2 separate regions of the Sus scrofa genome follow, and region 1 is linked to region 2. The links are chromatin contacts, called in public Hi-C maps. All regions are on one chromosome and are shown on one strand. Each heading gives the region's core, a stretch centred on a gene start, on an enhancer-like site or on the middle of the called end of the contact. The rest is flanking DNA. Distances are from core to core; before and after follow the strand shown. Region 1 holds the start of ZNF79 (zinc finger protein 79). Region 2 overlaps GARNL3 (GTPase-activating Rap/Ran-GAP domain-like protein 3).

Region 1 (3,510 bases), core at 604-3,103, 82 kb after region 2:
CTCCCCAAGCCTCAGTTTACTCACCTGTAAAGTGGCCTTAACGATGCTGTCTTCCTCATGGGGTTGTTTTGAGGATGAAAGGAGCTGATTATGTAAAGCACTTAGATCTGAGACTAGTACTGAATAAGTGCCCAATCACCGTAGCCGCGATGGTGGGAAGGCTGTGCAACTGAGGGTGAGAGGCTGCGGTGGAGGTGGGGAGCTGCATTCAAGGCTGGAGTGAGGCTGGACGGGTGCTCCATAAGGGGATATTTGAAACTGTTGCATCAGCAACTCCTACCCATACCAACCTCTGACTGCTACCAGCACCTACTTATAGATACCAAGGACCGCGGACACACAGTCTTCAGAGGTCCCCTTACATGCTCGTGGGGGCTTCCCATCAGAGCAACAGATGCTTCAGCGACCAAGAGCCAGCCCCATCTGGCAGTCCCGTATTTACCCTAGAAGCCCCGCCGGCCACCATCAGGCGTAGGACGAAGTGGGGCAGGATGAAACATTCCCAGAGGACCGGTGCAGCAGAAACTGTGCTTTACCCAGCCGAGGATAAAAATGTGCCCTGCCGGCCGACATCCACCCTATCTTCCACTCCCAAGAACAGCTAACGTCCAGGAGAATCCTGGCTTCTGAGAACTTGAGGCAAGGCATTTCCTAACGCCACCTAGTGTCCATGAGGGAGAATTGCATCAGCTGAAGCATGAATCTCTCTGCTGCCTCCCAGTGGCAATGGGTGGGTTCACAAGACTAAGGCGGGAAACTCCCCTGGTACCTCCTAATGGTCACTATGCGCTTAGCACCTGCTGGGCCTGGGGTGCGGGCAGAACACAGCTGGAAGAGGCCTCTAACTAAGGAATGCAGGAAGCCTCCAGAAGCTGGAAAAAGCAAGGAAACAGATTCTCCCTCTAGGAGGAAGGTAGCCCAGCACACACCTTGATTTTAGCCCAATGACATCCATCTCAGATTTCTGACCTCTAAAGTTGTAAGCCCCAAATTACACAAGCCCAAAGTAGAGAAGGGCTTATCCCAAACAGATCTGTGGGTGCGGCCTGCCTAATGGGGTGAATCCCCCTAAGATTCATAGAAGACCTACCCACAAACCTACAATTATATTGGCAAAAACACTACCAGCTCTAACTGAAAAGGACAGAGGCAGTACAAAAAGACGAGGCCTAGGGCCCCCAAACTCATTTCTGCTTCCCAGGTAACACATTCTTATCTCCTTAACGTCAAAATGCCTCTAAAAAACTAAACCGGTCTTCAGAACATTGATTAGTGAAGAACTGTCAACAGGCTTATGGGGCAATTTCATCAATGATCTGAGGAAGTCCACTAAAATATCCCCTGGTGCAGGAAAGAAGCCTCCAAAGACAGAATATTCGTTATCTCCTCTCGCAAGAGTTCTGATCGAACACTATTAAAGTGTGTTTCTGCCCCTGAAATTACTGAAGACAGCTCCTTCCTGCTGATAGGTTTTTATACTTTGAGCATTCCAAGACTGCTTCACACCAAGGGGCCCCCACTTCCTTTACTCGTCCTAAACTCTCAGCGGGGATCAAGAGGACCGTGGAGGTGGGGAGGTGGCTGGGTTTGAGCCCTGAGCTGAAGAACAAGGGAGAGAACCTCAGCAAGCCACAGCTCCGCGGACCACAAATCACTGAGGGAAAGTCAGGCGACTAGCGCTAGCGTCTGTCTGCGCCTGCGCTAAAAGCACCGCTCCCAGGATCCTTCGCGGCTAATTCGCGTGTTGTTTCAGAGGACCCCGACCATTGGTTCAGTGGACCCGAAAGGCATGTGGACCAAAGTATGATGGGAAATAGAGTCTGGGAGTAAGAACAGGCGGAAGCCTCTCTGGGAAATACGGTGCACGATGGTGTGCGGGAACCGAGAGAGGAAAAAAAAACGTTTTGGCCAAAAACGGAACCCAGAGATTCCTGGGAAATGAAGTCCGGTGGGGCAGGGAGGCCTATGCGCATGACCGGAAGTGGCGCTATTCAAGCGCGCCCCCTTTGGCGCGAGAGCCAGGCCCGCGACCGCAGTTTTCTGAGCGCGCTGAAGCCGGGGGCACTCTCTCGCGCGTACCCAGCGGCAGCTTTTTCATGCTGTGATGTGCTTGAGATCCAGTCGACAGTGAGAGACCCGGCTGGAAAGGTCCGACCTTGCTCAGCATCACAGGCTCAGACCTGGCCTGTGAGGGGAGAAGCCTGAGAGAAGAGCCCAGAGCGGGGTTGGGGCTGCAGTGAAGCGACGCTGACGCTCAGAGAACTGCTGGGAGGCGGTGGCGCGAGGTGGGACCCAGATGCTGGAGGAAGGTGAGAAGGAGTGGTGGAGCGGTTTGTGGCTTCCAGCTTGCCCACTAACACAGCTGCGTGGCCCGGATCAGAACTTGGTAGTTATCCTTTCCACAGGTGGTTGGGGACGATCCTTTTTTGAATAAAGAATTCCAGGGTCGAAAAAGTTTGAGGAGCTCAGCCTTGGATCATCTCTGAGTATCCTGTCCTTTACTCCGATCTGTTGATGGACCCATGGCATCGCAAAGTAGAGAGAAATAGACTCTAGGAAGGACAATGGGACGTACCCAGGGCCTCTCTATTGCTTCTGAATTTCCATCCCTCTTGAAGTAGCCAGGGATGCTCGGAATGGGAGCCTATTGGCTTCACCTGATACTGAGGGTGGGTTCAACCCATTTGGATTGTGAAACCGTGGAGGATACTCTGTATTTAGAATCAGAAGGCTGGGATTCCTGTTTAAGCTGTAAGGTATCAGCTGGGTCTCTTGACCTGTGTTTCTTCATGGAGGAAAAAGGTAAAATAACATTAACTACCTCCTTCACCTCTAAGAACTGTAAGCATCAAATAAAATAACATTTTTGAAAGCACCTTGAACGCTTTACTGAACAGAACTGTTGTGTATGTAATTTAACCACTGAGGCAATGCCGTCTTCCCCTAGACCAAAGGGTCCCTGAATTGTTCTGTCATTCCAGTGCAATTTCACACCCAGTATTTCACGCTGTCTTTCCTGAGAGACCTGGGAACACAAGCAGGAGGGTTACCTGTCTCCCCGTACTACCAAAGAGGGAGATAAGCACAGTGGATAGGTACAGATAGACACAACTCAGTAACATGAAGTCTGTACTAAAACCAGTATTTGGACCTCTTTACTTTTTTTGAGCTATTTCTGAGGACTGCTTTACCTCTGCTATTTTTTTGAGTTGAGATATAATTTACATCCATAATGTTCACTTTTATAGTATACAATTCAGGAGTTCCCGTTGTGGCTCAGTGGGTTAAGAACCTGACGCAGTGTCTCTCCATGAGGATACAGGTTCAATCCCTGACCTTGCTCAGTGGATTAAGGATCTGCTGTTGCCCCAAACTGTGGCCTAGGTCACAGATGAGGCTCAGATTTGGCCTGGCTGTGGTGTAGGCCAGCAGCTACAGCTCCAGTTCAACCCCTGGCCTGGGAGCTTCCATGTGCCCCGGGTGTGGTATTAAAAAATAAAGTATACAATT
Region 2 (3,661 bases), core at 465-2,964:
CCAAGATCTTGCTTGAAAATTTACCCATAAAACATTTTATTCTTGAATTGGTGAGTACAGTGTATAATTAAACAAGCACTAAAAAATGGGGCTCCCTGATGGCCTAATGGTTAAGGATTCAGCATGGTCACTGCTGTGGCTCAGGTTTGATCCCTGGCCTGAGAACTGCACGCCATGGGCGCAGCCAAGAAATAAAGTAATAAAAAGCAGTAGAACAGACCACAGTTTGAAAATGTTCATCCTGCTATTTAGTGGTCCCCTGTGTTGGGTACATTTGTCAAAGTCCAATTATTTAAATAATTGTATGCTGATTTTTATCTCAGCCATATACTATATCAAAATTCCTCTGTAGATCTTTTTGGAAAGGAGATAATACAGACACTTAAAAGAACAGAAATTTTTTTTATACACGCACATACACATTAGCCTGCATGCACACATATATAGCAACAACGGAGCAACTTCAAAAGGCCCCGAAAAAATTTCCAGGAGCCCCTGCAGGTGGTTAGGAACGTTTTGTGTTAATTAACACTAGTAACAGTAATAACAATAAAATCAAACATTTATTGAGCATTACTGCACGCCAGGTAAGTCGTCCAAAGGCATGTGTTATTACAGTGTAGGGAGCTTAAATGACATGGCCAAGGCCACATGCCAGTAGGTGGCAGATCAGGCAGAACCCAAGACTGCATGCTGAGCTGACGCCACTGTGCATAATTAACTCTATATGTACTTCGACTCACACTGTCCCTCTCCCTGTACCATGAGCTCCATGAACATAGGGGACATAACTGCTTTATTCTCAGTGTCCCCACCAGCCAGCCCAGTGCCTGGCACATAGAAGAAGCTCGATAAATATCTGTTGAATGAATTAATTAAATGATTAATAATTAATGAACTGAAGTCCAGCTTAACCAGTGCACTCTGCTACCTCTATTTATATAAACTGCTATCTTATGTTTCAGAAAAATTTTCTTTCTTTAAGCAGGTTTGAGGTAAAAGTCTGCTATAAAATAAAGTTAGATCTTACTCGTGAATTATTTCCCACAGAAAAGTTTGGACCTTACCCCTAACCGCCCCCCTGGCACCCCACCCCGATGCCACTGCAGTTAGGATCCGTCTTGCCTGCAGTATAGCTGTTCTGGAAGCAGAGATTACGCTTCGGTGTTAGAAGATAGTGCTGGCGAAGGGGGGCCAGTTTTCCCCGAGTGCAGGCGTGAGAGTCCCTTCCCCTTATTCACCACTGAGAAGTGATAGCGCCTTCATCCAAAGCCTCTTATCTTCTGCACCAGGAAGATTGTTTTCAGCTCCCTCCATTTCTTTTTTTTTTTAACTTACTTATTTTATGTTCGCCTGTTACAGTATTCCTGTCTCTCCTGGCTCTCGTATTCTCTTTGGATGACTCTGTCTCTTTGGGGCAAATAATCAGCCTCTCTGATGTCTGTTCCTCCTAAAGTTACTCTTCGGGTGCATGAAGAGGGTGTTGATGAGACCTTACGGGGGCAGGAGAAGAGGACTGGGGATCCACATGGGCCCTCTGACTTCTCTCTGGTCTATCACAGAGGAGGAACCATTAGGTGTAACTGGAGTCCTGCGGCTTTTGGGGGGCGGGGGCATTGGAAAGCACCTGTGCCTGAAGTCCATGGCCCCAGCCGTGAGGTCACTGCAGTGTGAACTCTCTGACTTGGTGCCAGGTCTCTGCCGGTTGCCGGGCCTCTTGGAAGCGCTGTACTTTCCCACTGGTTTATCAGCTGCCAGCAATGGGTCAGACAGGAGGAGGCGGGAGCATTGCCTGACATTCAGGTCTAATCTTGCTGACCAACCATGCTTGAAGCTTCCGAGTTACTGCCCCTCGAAGTGTCCAAACAAGTTCTACCTGGACTTCAGGATTCCTGTGGAGGCCCTGCCTGGGAAGTGAGCCTCTAGTCCATATGCCTGCAGGTCTTACCTTGATGTGCCTGCAGCTTCCCCACCCCCACCCCTATCAAGTCGCACCCTCGGAGGACTCAAGGGCCCCAGCATCTAACCCCTTAGCTTTCCTGTCTTCCCTTTCCTTCCTTCCTTCCACCAAGGTAGGGTCGGTGTCCCATTTCTGCTACCTGCTGGAGTAGATTTTCTCAGTCCTATCTTCTCCCTTCAGGAAATAATAGTTGCTTCACCTCCTCACCGAGGAGGGTTACCAGGTACTGGAGGAGGAAGAGTGGAGCAAATGCAAGGGAAATTTTTGCTTACTTTACTTTCCAAAGATAGCACCTATATTGCATTATAAATTGTGATAAGCACGCTGAAGGAAACAAAGACAGAACAGCACAGGAGACCTGCCGCAGTAAGATAGTCCAGGGACAGCTTCCTGAGGAGGTGACATTTAGAGAGACCTGCAGAGTGTTCGCTGGTGGTGCAAAGACATCACTGCTGTGGCTTGGGTGGCTGCTGTGGCATGGGTTCAATCCCTGGCCCAGGAACTTCCACATGCTGCTAGGATGGCCAAAGAATAAAAAAAAAGAAAAGAAAAATAGGAGTTCTTCGGGGTGAAAGGGAACTAGCCGCATAAAGAGTGGAGAAAGGGGCAGGGGGCATCCAGACAGAAGGCACGAGAAATACCAGAGAAACAGGAGTGCTGGGGGGATGACCCTTGGATAGTAGGAGAGAAGTCAAGGAGGTGGGAGTTGGATCCAGGACCACCGTGGAGGCAGCATGGGGTGGGCAGAAGGAGCACTAGTCCCCTTCTACTGAGACGTGCCAGTGCCTCTTCTCTAGGTCCTAGATTATGTGCTACGGCTGGGCAAGTGTTTGCTGCCAGCTGAAGGGCAGTGAAGAGCTGAACACATCAAAGCAGAACATTGGCCTAAGGGGTCAGTTGTCGCTCCGCTGTTGGCCCAAAACCAGTGCCGAAGGCTGCAGGAAACCCAAGGACACGGGCTCCTCAGCCCTCCCTCACTCCTGCCGTGAGCACACATCTGTTGTTAGACAGTAACATAGCTCAGTTACTGCTTGAAAATGTCTTGCACGTCTCTGGCTGCGTTTCTTCTAAACCCAAAGAAAAAGGCATTTAAAGAAATGATTCATGCAGCCACTATGGAGAACAGTGTGGAGGCTCCTTGAAAAACTAAATACAGACTATGATCCAGCAATCCCACTCCTGGGCATATATCTGGAGAAAACCATGATTTGAAAAGGTGTATGCACCCCATGTTCACTGCAGCACTATTTACTGTAGCCAAGACTGGGAAGCACCCTAAATGCCCATAAACAGGTTTGGATAAAGATGATGTGGTACATATATACAGGAATATTACTCAGCCATAAAAAGCATAAAATGTTGTCATTTGCAGCAACATAAATGGACCTGGAAATTAGCACACTAAGTGACGTAAGTCAGAGGAAGGTATCACATGAGATCACTAATGTGTGGACTCTTATAAACGTGATACAAAAGAGCTTACAAAACAGAAACAGACCCAAAGATTTAGAAACCAAACTAATGGCTACCAAAGGGGGAACATGGGGGATGGATAAATTGGGAGGTTGGAATTAACATGTAAAACGACGCTATGTAACACAGATACATAACAAGCACCCGCTGTGTAGCACAGGGCAATCTGCTCAGTGTTCTGTAATAACCTACATGGGAAAAGAATCTGAGAAAGAATGGATGTATGTA

Evidence for each region. Hi-C and Micro-C count contacts between places; a contact is called where the count stands out from the background.
Region 1: a Hi-C map of liver shows a contact between it and region 2, with 4 times the contacts expected there. The contact joins the promoter of ZNF79 here to the enhancer-like site in region 2. A contact is called at or near these places in 1 of 5 promoter capture datasets (liver) and 6 of 47 Hi-C or Micro-C datasets (fetal heart ventricle, fetal liver, liver and 1 more).

Annotation. Positions count from the first base shown.
Region 1 is chr1:267,940,100-267,943,609 of Sscrofa11.1, forward strand. It overlaps ZNF79 (zinc finger protein 79), which reads left to right and starts at 1,854. Exons shown (of 5, transcript XM_003480610.4): 1 at 1,854-2,309. The coding sequence starts at 2,297.
Region 2 is chr1:267,857,952-267,861,612 of Sscrofa11.1, forward strand. All of the region lies in intron 6 of GARNL3 (GTPase-activating Rap/Ran-GAP domain-like protein 3), which reads left to right. Among named protein-coding and RNA genes, the nearest start is that of SLC2A8, 65 kb to the right of the region's middle. Within about 2 kb of position 1,715, at least 10 of the 83 cell types and tissues checked have an H3K27ac peak or open chromatin away from gene starts, as enhancers often do. A contact at or near this core is called in fetal liver and liver, where this site is marked.